Regions from separate parts of the Mus musculus genome. Here regions 1 and 3 are each linked to region 2. Evidence: chromatin contacts called from public HiChIP or PLAC-seq and Micro-C data. All regions are on one chromosome and are shown on one strand. The core of a region is the stretch at or near the end of the contact, and the rest is flanking DNA. Distances in the headings are between cores, read along the strand shown.

Region 1 (3,613 bases), core at 690-3,189, 210 kb before region 2:
TGGCTACTTCAGTACCTACTTTAGGGCTGCAGCTCAGAGGGAGAGAGTTTGCCTATTGTGGGTGACACCCTGGGTTTGATTCCCAGTTCCTCTGATTCCTAACAACAACCAAACCAAATCAGACCAGACCAGACCAGACCAGACCAGACCAGTACTGTGCTTCAAGCAATCACACTTGCCTTGTTATCTCCCCACAGCATCCTGCTAGTTACTGTTTAAAAGGGAATTTCATTAAAAACAGAATTTCTGGATGAACATTCTTGCCTGACTGGCTCTTGATACACATTGTTGGATAATATTTTATCTTCCTCTCCTCCTTTTAAAATTATTTCTTTTGTTTTTATTGTATGTGTATGTATGCTTTGCTTGCATGTATGTAGTCATACCATGTGCGTGCCTTCTGCTGAAGGAAGCCAGAAGAGGGCATCAGACCCTCTGGATTACAGATGGCTGTGAGCAACCATCTGGGTGCTGGGAAACGAAACAGGGTCCTCTGTAAGAGCAACCAGTGCTCTTAACTGCTGCGCCATCTCTTGAGCCCAAATTTTTATTGTTAAAGATTGTATTTATTTTATGTGGATCAGTGTTTGCCTGCACGCATGGAGGCCAGAAGAGGGCACCAGATCCCCTGGAACTGGAAGCATGGATAGTTGTGAGCCACCATGCCAGTACTGGGACCCCAACTGGGATCCCCTGCAAGAGCAAGTGCTCCTAACCACTGATCCATTTCTCCTGATCCCTCCCTCCTTTTTAGGAGCAATCTATTAGTGTGGCTGGATTTCAAGTTTTCCAGTATTGTACATACTGCTTTCTAAATGGATTAAATAAGACACTGTCCCAACATTGCCTCTTCCCCTCCCCCTTCCCCTTCCCCTCCCCTCCCCTCCTCAACAGAGTCTCATGTAGGCCAGGTAGTCCTCAAACTTGTTATATACCTGAGGCTGACCTTGAACTCCTGATCCTCGTGTTTCTACATCCCAAGTGCTGATATTACAGGTGTGTACCACCACACTCAACCCAACATTGATATTCTTACTTGCTTGCTTAATTTGCTCACACATATCTGTAATCCCAGCACTTGGGAAGCTAAGGTTGGAGGATCACCATTTTGAGGTCAGCCTGCTCTACACAGTAGGGCTGTGTATCAAAAACAAAACTAAAATAGAAACAAGCCTAATGACCTTGCTGTCCTCTGAGTTTACAACAGAAAGTCCAAATCTCTGAAAAGATCCCACAGAACGTTTTTAGAAGGATAGAACAGTGAATTTCTGGTGTGGGGTTTTGACTTTGTGCTAGTTATATCATATTCATTATGGTCTACAGATTATAGGTTGTTCAGCTAATGCTTAAGGTAAAAGTGAATAGGCATCTATTTTTTTTTTTTTAAATAAAAGTATGTTATATGGAATAAACAAATTCAGGAAAATAGTTGATTTTATCATCAGGCTAGAACACACAGGATGCCAGCAAGGGTGGTCACACCATGCTTCTGCAAGTGCGCACGCGCGTGCACACACACACACACACACACACACACACACACATATATTCAATGCTGAAGACCAATCCTAGGGCCTCATGCGTGCTGCTACGTAAGCACTCTGTCTGGAGGCACTGGTAGTTAAAGCTGCACAAACATGGAGGGATTTAACCAGTGCCACATTTGCCTCCGTGTATTTTTCCCTAAGTGTTCGCATTCACGGTTCTCGCTGTGTGGCTGCCGTTTGCCAAGTCCTTTAGATCCCGTGTTCTGTGCTGAACACAACAGGGACTCTGCCTGTTTAAAAGGAAGACGAGGAACTCTTGCCAGCGGCTTAATATTGATAAGAGACCTGGGGCAGACCTCCGTGCTGGGCCGATACAGGAACCGCCGGACTCTGGAGTTTGGGTGGCTCGTGAGAAGTCGTCCATCTTTGTTTGTTTGGTTTTCCTGGCCCTTAGGCTTCCTGCCACTCACCCTGTTGTTTTAGCCCCCCGGGGACTGTATCTGCTGACTCTGCACCGCTCTGGCTGTTTATTTTCATTTGAAAGTTGATGTCCGCAGACTGAAATGCTGTGGGTGGGTGGGACCAAAAAGACTTCTTTCAGTTGGCGGCTTCCCTTTTTTGAGTGGTTGTGCTGTCTTCCTATCTCTCAGAAGCCATGACAGTTGGTCGCTCACACCTGGGACACAAGTCACTGAGACTGTCCTGGATGAGCCCTGCCTTCTCCTTGCCCTCGGTGGGCAATGCCGTGTGTACAGGGAACTTCAGAGAAATCTCCCTGCGCTTGGTGGAAGGTTGGGACGAATTCTATTGAGAGCAGCTTTAAGTCCTTCAATTCCTTTAGTTAATTTAATTCCTTTAATTGAATGTACTCAGCATGTCAAGGCACTGTACTTTGGGTTTTATTGTCTGAACTCAACAGTAGCCTAATCTGAAGTTGCTGGGAACTGAAAAATAAAATTTCATCTGGGGCTGGGGGAACAAGGGTGGTACTGGTGTAGGAAAAGGGCCAGGAACACTCAATTCCTCCTAAGTTTTCCTGTTTTTCCTTTTCCTTCCTCAAGCTAAACCTTGAGATACATGTTTTAGTTGTAAAAAAATTCCTAGTTATAGTCACTTACGCAAATGAGGATTCCTTCCATGCATCGATGGTGTGTATTGTTCCCAGGGCTGGGTCAAACTGCGGACCACAGAACTTTGTCTCCCCTAACCCTTCTGCTTTCATTAATCAATGGTGGAATGTGAACTGTCTTTGTAACTTAGCCATCCTAGAGGAGTTCACTGTTGCCCCTGCAGCTGAAGAAAGCAGGGATCATGGGCACCACGTAATCGCTCTTGGATCCTCAGCTGAGCCCCGAATCACCATGCATGAGGACTTGAATAGACACAGTTATGGCAGAAGGTGGAAGTAGAAAATACCATCAGTTTCTAATAATTCTATTATGCCACGCATGGCTGTGTGTGCCTATCAGCCTACACTTGGGAGGCTGAGGTAGGAAGATCTTAAATTCAGAGTCATCCTGGGCCATATGGTAAGCTAGTCAGGGCTACAGACTGAGACACTGTCTTAACAAAACAAAACACCAAATTAAAAGAAAAAAAGCAACTCCCTAAACTCTATTGTCTGTCTCAGTCCTTAACTGGGATAGTTTCTGATAGCAACTGTCACATCCGACTGTCGTCAGGACCATTTATGGTGCGATCCTCTTTGTGCTGGATGCTTTTGTTGATGTCTTCCCCAACCCACAGGCAGGGAATCCCTTCCCTAGAGATTAAGAAACTCGCGCACGGAAACGGAGCGGGGCCTTTCATTAGAGTCCCTGTGAGTGAGTGGCAAGAAGTGTCTCTCTTTCTTACAAACAATGAACCTGGTTGTGGTACTTTCCTGAGAAGACATTAGACTATGTGGGAGTCATTGTTCTGCTGACTAAACAGTGATAAAATGAGAAACGAAATAACAATTACCTCAAGACAGCTACCTCACATGCCGCCCTCGTATGCCTTTCTTCTTCTTCCAACCTCTGCGTTAATTATTTCACGGGAGCTTCTAGCAGCCCTGTAACCAGGGTTTCTGGTGGCATGCTTGTCACTTTGTCACAGAGCCCACAGTGCTATATTTAGAAGTCAGG
Region 2 (3,655 bases), core at 355-2,854:
ATTTGTCCCCTGAATGTTTTCATGTCTGACACACAAAGCCACCGGGTCCGCCCCTACTCTGGGCATCTTTGTAGCCTTCCCACATGATGTTTAACTGACTTCAGTTTCCAGATCAGTAAGCTCACCAAGTCTCCATTAATTGCTGCAATAAACCTGCCTGACAAGAAGAGAAGAACACTGACCACTAAAGGTGCCTAGAAGTATGTGAAAAGATCAAAGGCCTCTGCACTGGCACAGAGGATGTGAGCAAGAAGGACGTGATTTTCTGTGTCAAGTGTGCTCCTCTTTGGACACCTGTGTGATAAGGCAATCCTCCGGGCTCTTTCTTCTGACTTCTGTCCTGTGTGGTCCTGGGGCATCTTCCACCTGCTTGCCCTGGTACTGCTGTACAAGGAGCCAGAACCGGGGTAATATTTATTCTATAGGAAGAAGCAAGAGTTGTCCTTCGGGATTATCTGCTGTGCTGGTTCAGCTCTGTTAAGCAATGCACAGATCCTTGTGGATCCATGCCTACTATGTGCAAAGTGACCATTACTGTAGGAATGAAGAAAGCAAGAACTTAAAACTTAAAAATATATTGATGATCCCCAAAGAAGTTTACAATCTGCTCAGGGGGAAAATGACCACACGTGAGCCTGACTGGATCATGTGTGCTTTCAGGTGAGGTGGAGAAGGAACTAAGAACGTGTTGTAGTCAGACTGTGGGAGGCAGGGAGGGACACCAGGGTAGCCTACAGCGGCCTTGTTTTTGTCTCCATCCCTGGGTTCAAGGTCATTCTAGAGACCATCTGTATGCTCCAAATTTTCATGATTCGGGTCCAATTCCGAGAACTCTGGTTCAAGTATTTTATTAAGGTGGGTTTTTATAAAGCGTTGACTCAACCTCCATGACCTGGGAGAGACATTTTAGGAAGCACTATTACTCTCGTTTTGTGAGAGAACGTGAACCAACAGGTAGAATGTAGCTAAAGTGAGAATATGACCCAACAGGTAAGAACATACCTGCCAGCCAATTTTGTAAAATAACCAAGTTACACATGTTACAAGTCTTGTCTGAAGTAGCACAGGGCAGGCCCTGTAAAACTAGGTCCTTACATGGCTTCCAACATTTCCAGCCCAGGACCCCCTGTACCACCCTCTATGCTTGCCTTGACCTTACCCTGCCCTTGATGTGACAGCAGACACAGTGGGATCTCTCAAGATGGAAGTCCACTCCCCTTCCCTGGACAATGCAGGAAGGGATTCAGATGACTAATAAAAACAAACCTTTGAGACTCCTAAGTGGTCATTAAGGAATAAAGAACCTCCAGGCTGCTCTAGAGGAGAGGGTGCCCAAAGGGTCTAGAAAGGATGAAAACAAACCAGTTGTCTTCCTACCAGGATGACCAACAGGAGAGACTCACTACTAGCTGGGTCCACAAGCCTGTTCCCCGTACTCTGGATAGCCCTCACTTCATTAAGGGCCCTCCAGTGTCCAGCCCCAGCAAGGCCCCAGCGGGCAACTTTTCCCTGTCCTTGATGGGATCTGGCTGAGCTTGCCCATCGCGGTCCACGCTCCACCCACATCCACAAGAAGGGACAAGCCTTCTGTCCCCAACCCAAGGGAAGACCAGCCTACACCTGGAGTCTCTCCTAGGGGACACTCGCAGTGGTCCCTGGCTTCAGAAGAAGGATCCCAACGAGTGCCCTAATATAGTACCACTAAGACCTGGCCCTAACAGGGAAGGTCCCCTGCCCCTTGCTCCACAGAAGGGGACCCGCCCCGCTCCTCTGTCCCGGAGAGAGGGCGGTGCGCACCACAGAAGGCGCGTCGAGTGCCCGCGCTCCTCTCCCGCAGCCCTCCCGTGCGGCGTCAGGCAGAGGCGGGGTGGGGGCGCGGTTAAAAGAAGCCACAGGTGGAAACCGGGGCTCCACCCGCACTGTCCCCGATTCCATTCCCGCTGTGAACCGCCGGCGCCTGATCCAACCTACGCTCAGGGTAGGAGCTCTGAGTGCCGCTGCGAGCCTGGAGCCGGCTCCCACCGAGCAGGTAAGCGCGAGTGGGAGCATTTCCTCCGAGAAACCCGGGCAGGTAAAGGAAGTGGTCTGTTCCCTTTCTCGCCAGATTTGTGGGACGAGGGGGTGGCAAGTATCTCCAGGCGGCCCGGCGGTTACAGACAGTCTTGACCATGCGGGGGGTGGGGGGGGGGGAGGCGGGGGTTTGCCAGCATCCTTATCTGCCTCCCATCGGCATCCCGCCTTTGCGAGCCCACCGGGAACTGGAACCGCGGCAGGGTGGTTGTCACCCGCGCCGCCCCCTCCCTCGTGCCCTGCAGTAGGAACTGGGATGGACTAGTTTGACTTCTGCATGCACCATGCCCCTCTGACTTGCACGACAGGTTTTATAAACACACCAGGCTGTTTAAAGTGACTAGAGTCCGGATTAAGTCCCTTTTCTCATTTCCTTTGCTGGTTTGGGGCTGTCATCGATTTGGGGAGCGGGCAGAAAAGCACAGCAAGGAATGATGTTTATGGTCAGTCAAACCCTGCGACTTGGAGAGAAATGCCCATTCAGGCTGCATGATTAAGACTCTGGAACTTATGAAACGAAGATGACAGTATAGTGCACAATAGTAATTAAAAGTAATTGGTGACATGTCGAATTAAAAAGTTCAGACGCGGATAATACTTCCTGAATGAGCCTAGTTCCAGGTGTTAGCAGCCTGGGTTTTGCAAACTTGGGCTCCCTTCTATTCCTGGGGACCAGGCCTCCGGTCTCAGAGAATGTGGCCTTCATACAGCTATGGACACTGGAAAGTCCGTGGACCTGCAGCCGCGGTAAGGGACACCAACCAGGAGACTTTAGTCCGTTCGAGCCTGATTAAGTTTAACGCTGCAGTCTTGTTTTCTTTCAAGTAGATGCTATGTTTTCTTTGCCCCAGTTCTAACAGAATCCAAGCAGTGTTCTAGAAGAAAAACGTCCTGTCCTGATGCAGTTTCCTTAGAACTGCAGGATGCTGCTCAGAACGGCCCCTGTGGAGAGCTTTGTCAGCTCTTTGGATTCAGCAGAGTCTTTTGGGGGGGGGGGGGGTGCTGTCTGAACTCTGCCAAGAAAGGGGGGAGGTGATGGAAAAAGCCTGCTGTCACATAACTGGGGGTGCGAAGGGTTCCTGTTCACCTCACAGGGGGACTTGAGACCCACAAGACTGATCCACCAACCCAGGTCACACTGGTGGCTGTTATTGAAAGGTAAATTCCCATGGTGACTTTGTTCTCTATTTCTGTTTTCTCTCTTGGCGTGTGAGATACGGAGAAGAGTTGGGTAGGGTCTTTCAACGATTTTATCAATAGAAAGAAAGCTCAGACTTGTACATCCTCAGTCTGAAAATTCCAGAGTCTAGGTTTGTGTGCATTGGTTAGGTGGGATACAATCATGGGAAGATTGTTTGTAACTGAAGTTTCTTGGTCCCGGGGGCCATAATCTTACACTGTCCTAGGCAGGATTTTCAGGAGCTGTTGCTTGATCTGGGAGGGTGGAACTGGGCCCCAGGAGCCTCCCCTGCCTCTTTCAGAGTTATTTAATTGTAATTGAACCTAAAGGAAGTGTTTGGAGAGGAGAGAGCCTTGCTTGGAACAGGCAGCTGCTAAGAAGGGCCTAGGGAAGGGATGTTGAAAT
Region 3 (3,778 bases), core at 137-2,636, 180 kb before region 2:
CATGGCACTTAGACTGACATCACCTCTTCCTCCTAGGAAAGACTAGAAATACCCTAGAGCGATGACATAGGGATGTAAGTGAACTGTTTTTATTCTATTATTTTTTTCATGTCAAGCATTTAAATTCTAAATAAATGATCTCATAAAAGGTACAGAAGTATCCCTGGAATGAGGATGGGAGAAGGTACTCAGAGGGATGGCGCTGAACCACATTTGTTTCTGAGGTGCTGTGAGGTCACCGGAGGCAGGACTGCATTTTCGAACAGACAGCATTAATCTCTATAAGCAGAACACCTAAGCTCAGGGAACTGACCTCTCACCCTCTCTCCCAGCTGCCCTCCCCCACCTCCCGCCTGCCCAGGAGGCTCTGCTCTGCTGTTTCCCTTGGGAAAATCTCTGGGTGTAGTTTGTTTTGGATCATTGCAGGAACTTCTAGGCTAGCAGAGTGAGCACCTTTAATACCCTCAAAACCAAGCAACCAAAAACACTTTAATTTGATGTTCAGGGGTAAATGAGCTCCTGGTTTGGGCAGAGTACCATTCATTTGGCTGAGAGGTTGGTGTTGAAAATGAACATCTTTTCCTTTTGACACCACTTCCTCCGGAGCAGGACTCTCCTCCTCTTCCTCTCTCCCTTTTCCTGTCTATCTCCTCAGGAGTGGCAGCCTGATGATAGCTTGTAAAGGCTGCGCTCTTGGGGAAGACACTGAGGAGAAAGTAGAGGCGGTGATGACAAGGTGAGAGGGCCTCACAGTCTGCCTGCGCTGTCTGAATTCTGCTCCCCTCCAGCCCAAGAGTGTCTCCCTGGCCTTCCCAGTCGGCTTCCTCCACAGTCAAACCCGCTCCTAGAACCACGTTGTGTGTAAAATACTTCAGGCACTACAGTCATATGTGGGTTTTCTTGGAAAGCACATTGAAGTTTTCATCCACATATTTTACATGAGTCACAGGATGCTATTTAAATTGTGTGGGGTGACTGGGTGAGGCAGGGTGGGGTGGGAGCCATTAAAAAAAAATCAAAACTCAGCAAAACCTCATCTTTGCCTTTCATGGCAACCGTCTGTGGGACTGCGTGTCCTGTGGCCAGCAGGCAGGACTTGAAAAGCAGGTACTTGTGCCCTCTCTGGGAACCAGCCCAGTGAGCTGACCGACTGCCACTGCGCAGATTCACCCAAGTACAGCCCTGAAAGCTCTCAACCATCCGGGTAGCTTTAACTGCCGACCAGACACTGCCATTTGCCTGACATTTACTTTTATAAACGTTGTAGTTAAAAAAAAGTATACTCATAACTCCATCATTCAGTTTCCTCTGTTTGAGAAGGGAAGGGGCAAAAGCAGCAGTGTTGACGGTTAGCCTCATCTAATGTCTGGGTCTGGAGGCTAGTGAGAGTTGGACAGGGATGTGACTCAATTGTCAGGCCCTGAATTAGATCCCTAATGCTGCATAAGCCTGAGGGGGAGGGGGAGGGGAGGAAGTGGGAGGTCAGGAGCTGCTAGAGTTTCACATCAGCCTTTGTTACATATCGAGTGGGAGGTCAGCCTTGACTACTGCCTCAGACCAAAAAAAAAAAAAAAAAAAAAAGGAGGCTGATTTCGACAGCCATTAAGAATTCTTAATTGCTGCTGGTGGTGGTGCGTGCCTTTAATCCCAGGACTTGAGAGGCAGAGGCAGGCGGATTTCTGAGTTCCAGGCCAGCCTGGTCTACAAAGTGAGTTCCAGGACAGCCAGGGCTATACAGAGAAACCCTGTCTCGAAAAACCAAAAAAAAAAAAAAAAAAAAAAGGAATTCTTAATTAACAATTAAGTTTTGTCATAATCTACTTCCCAAGTGTTCATTGCTTGGTTTTGCTGCCCAAATCTGGGCACGCCTGCGGTATTGGTTGTGTGTGACCGGATCGTTTGTTAGATGTGGCGTTCATTCCCATTCCCTCAAAACGAAGCAAATCCAAACAAACAAACAATATAAACCAGCTCTGTAGGGAGATGTGGTCAGACTTTAATTAGGCAGAGGCAAGCTGGTTGCCTGCTGTGGTGATGGCAGCCACTGAAGTATTTCACACAAAGCAGCTTTTTATAGAAATGCACCCCTCCAAGGCAGACTGACTGGAGAAGCAGGAGGGTGTGGAGGAGAGACAAGTGAGTGGCCACACCCCTCTGCCTTAGCTATCTGACCCATCTATACACCCTTCAGGGCAAGGAGGGCGGCAGCCTTTGGGGTCTGAGGTCCTGACTAAAATGAGCTACCTTTGTGGACAGCAGGGAGCTGAGCCCAGCGTTTGACATGGCTTGAAGCCTGAGGTCTGTGACTCCATCCATCTCACACAACTGGGCTACCACAGCAAGAGCAACCAAATGTCAAGCCAGCAGGCCACTGGAAACCCTTACATAATTGTAGCAGGTTTGGGTTTCCTCTGGTTCAAGTTTTCTTGCCTCTGTCATGATCAAACGATTTGGAGAAAAGGCATAGAATTTCAGAGGAGAATCTGCATGACAGCGCACAATGAGGCCATTCTTTTCGGGGCTCACAGGATCTCTGAGTCGGCCTTCACCTCTGGCTTGACTCCAAGGCTCCATTTAAACTGAACCAACCTCACAGACTTAAGTGATCCAGGAGGGACTCAGTGGGAACGGCCAGCCACTGTGGCTCTTTTTCCTTTTTTGATAAGGGGACAGAACACAATGGGCTTTACAGTTCTTAAATGACTCTGTTCTTTGGTTCTCTTTGAGATGTGACGCTCATATGGCCCGATTATACTTTTAAAAGGTTTAAACACACACACAGTGTGGACCCCTTCCCTTTTGAATAAAACTTTAAGAAGAATATTTTTTAAGAATTTTAATTTTTTTGTGATGAGTGTTTTGGCTGTGTGCATATCTGTGCACCTGTGTGTTCCTAGTACCCACAGGAGCCAGAAGAGGGCACTGAATGCCCCAGAACTGGACTTACTGATGGCAATGAGCTACCATGTAGATGCTGGGAACTGAGCCCAGGTCCTCTGCAAGAGCAACAAATGTCATTGACCTTGGAGCCACCTCTCTAGCCTCTGTTTTATTTGTTTATTATTTCTTGTGAGTATCTGTATATCTATCTATCTATCTATCTATCTATCTGTCTGTCAGTTATATATTCTTCTGAGACTCTGTTCAATCTCAAACTCTCCAGCAGACAATACCCTTGACCATTTTGATCCTCCTGCCTCTACGTCCCAAATGCTGGGATTATAGGCTTGCTGACATTTTTTATTTGTGAGGAGTTATTCTGATATCACTTTGACACTGAGTTTCTGTAGTTGGGCTTTTGGGGTTCTTTTCATTCCCTTAAATGTTACATAAATGAAATGTCCCAGTGAAGTTGGCTGGGCAATTAGCGTTGTAGAAGTGAACAAGATGCTAGTACGACTCTGTTGGTGGCAGTGAGCAGCTAGGACAGCAGTTCTAAACAGACATCCTGCATATCAGATATTTATATTAAGATTCATAACAGAATCAAAATAATTTTATGGTTGGGGTCACCACAGCATGGGTTGCTGTATGAAAGGGTTGCAGCGTTAGGAAGGTTAAATGCTACTGACCTAGGAGGTGGGGGGATCCTGACATTGGTAGAATCCCAAATGTGGGGCATACCCACTCTTTCCTTTAAAAAGGTCACATTGCTCTTTGGAGCTGAACTTGAGAATGGTTCTGAGCTTTAGGAATCTCCGGGATGCTTGTGAAAACTGCAGGTACCTCAGTCCCACCCGTATCAGGTCAGGGATAGGGGCTTGAGATTTTTCTAGTT

The links. A called contact is a pair of places that touch in the nucleus more often than the background predicts. HiChIP or PLAC-seq counts read pairs in DNA pulled down with a chosen protein or histone mark.
Region 1: a contact with region 2 is called in a Micro-C map of embryonic stem cells, with 2.2 times the contacts expected there. The contact joins the enhancer-like site here to the promoter of Gjb6 in region 2. A contact is called at or near these places in 9 of 39 promoter capture datasets (the C10 cell line, cranial neural crest, embryonic stem cells and 2 more), 3 of 484 Hi-C or Micro-C datasets (the AML12 cell line, embryonic fibroblasts and embryonic stem cells), 7 of 115 datasets of contacts at active chromatin or transcription factors (bone marrow-derived macrophages, embryonic stem cells, forebrain and 4 more) and 3 of 9 other capture datasets (adipose tissue, liver and pancreatic islet).
Region 3: an H3K27ac HiChIP or PLAC-seq map of embryonic fibroblasts shows a contact between it and region 2, with 11 read pairs. The contact joins the enhancer-like site here to the promoter of Gjb6 in region 2. A contact is called at or near these places in 9 of 39 promoter capture datasets (the 3T3-L1 cell line, the HPC-7 cell line, cranial neural crest and 4 more), 2 of 484 Hi-C or Micro-C datasets (bone marrow-derived macrophages and nephron progenitors), 10 of 115 datasets of contacts at active chromatin or transcription factors (T-cell acute lymphoblastic leukemia, acute myeloid leukemia, astrocytes and 4 more) and 3 of 9 other capture datasets (adipose tissue, embryonic stem cells and pancreatic islet).

Annotation. Positions count from the first base shown.
Region 1 is chr14:57,343,342-57,346,954 of GRCm38.p6, reverse strand. All of the region lies in intron 3 of Cryl1 (crystallin, lambda 1), which reads left to right. Among named protein-coding and RNA genes, the nearest start is that of Gm23593, 12 kb to the right of the region's middle. Within about 2 kb of position 1,939, at least 30 of the 459 cell types and tissues checked have an H3K27ac peak or open chromatin away from gene starts, as enhancers often do. A contact at or near this core is called in embryonic stem cells, liver and pancreatic islet, where this site is marked.
Region 2 is chr14:57,131,560-57,135,214 of GRCm38.p6, reverse strand. Gjb6 (gap junction protein, beta 6) reads left to right here and starts at 1,604. Exons shown (of 3, transcript NM_001010937.2): 1 at 1,604-2,029.
Region 3 is chr14:57,314,524-57,318,301 of GRCm38.p6, reverse strand. All of the region lies in intron 3 of Cryl1 (crystallin, lambda 1), which reads left to right. Among named protein-coding and RNA genes, the nearest start is that of Gm23593, 17 kb to the left of the region's middle. Within about 2 kb of position 1,386, at least 77 of the 459 cell types and tissues checked have an H3K27ac peak or open chromatin away from gene starts, as enhancers often do. A contact at or near this core is called in astrocytes, embryonic fibroblasts, neural progenitor cells and 1 more, where this site is marked.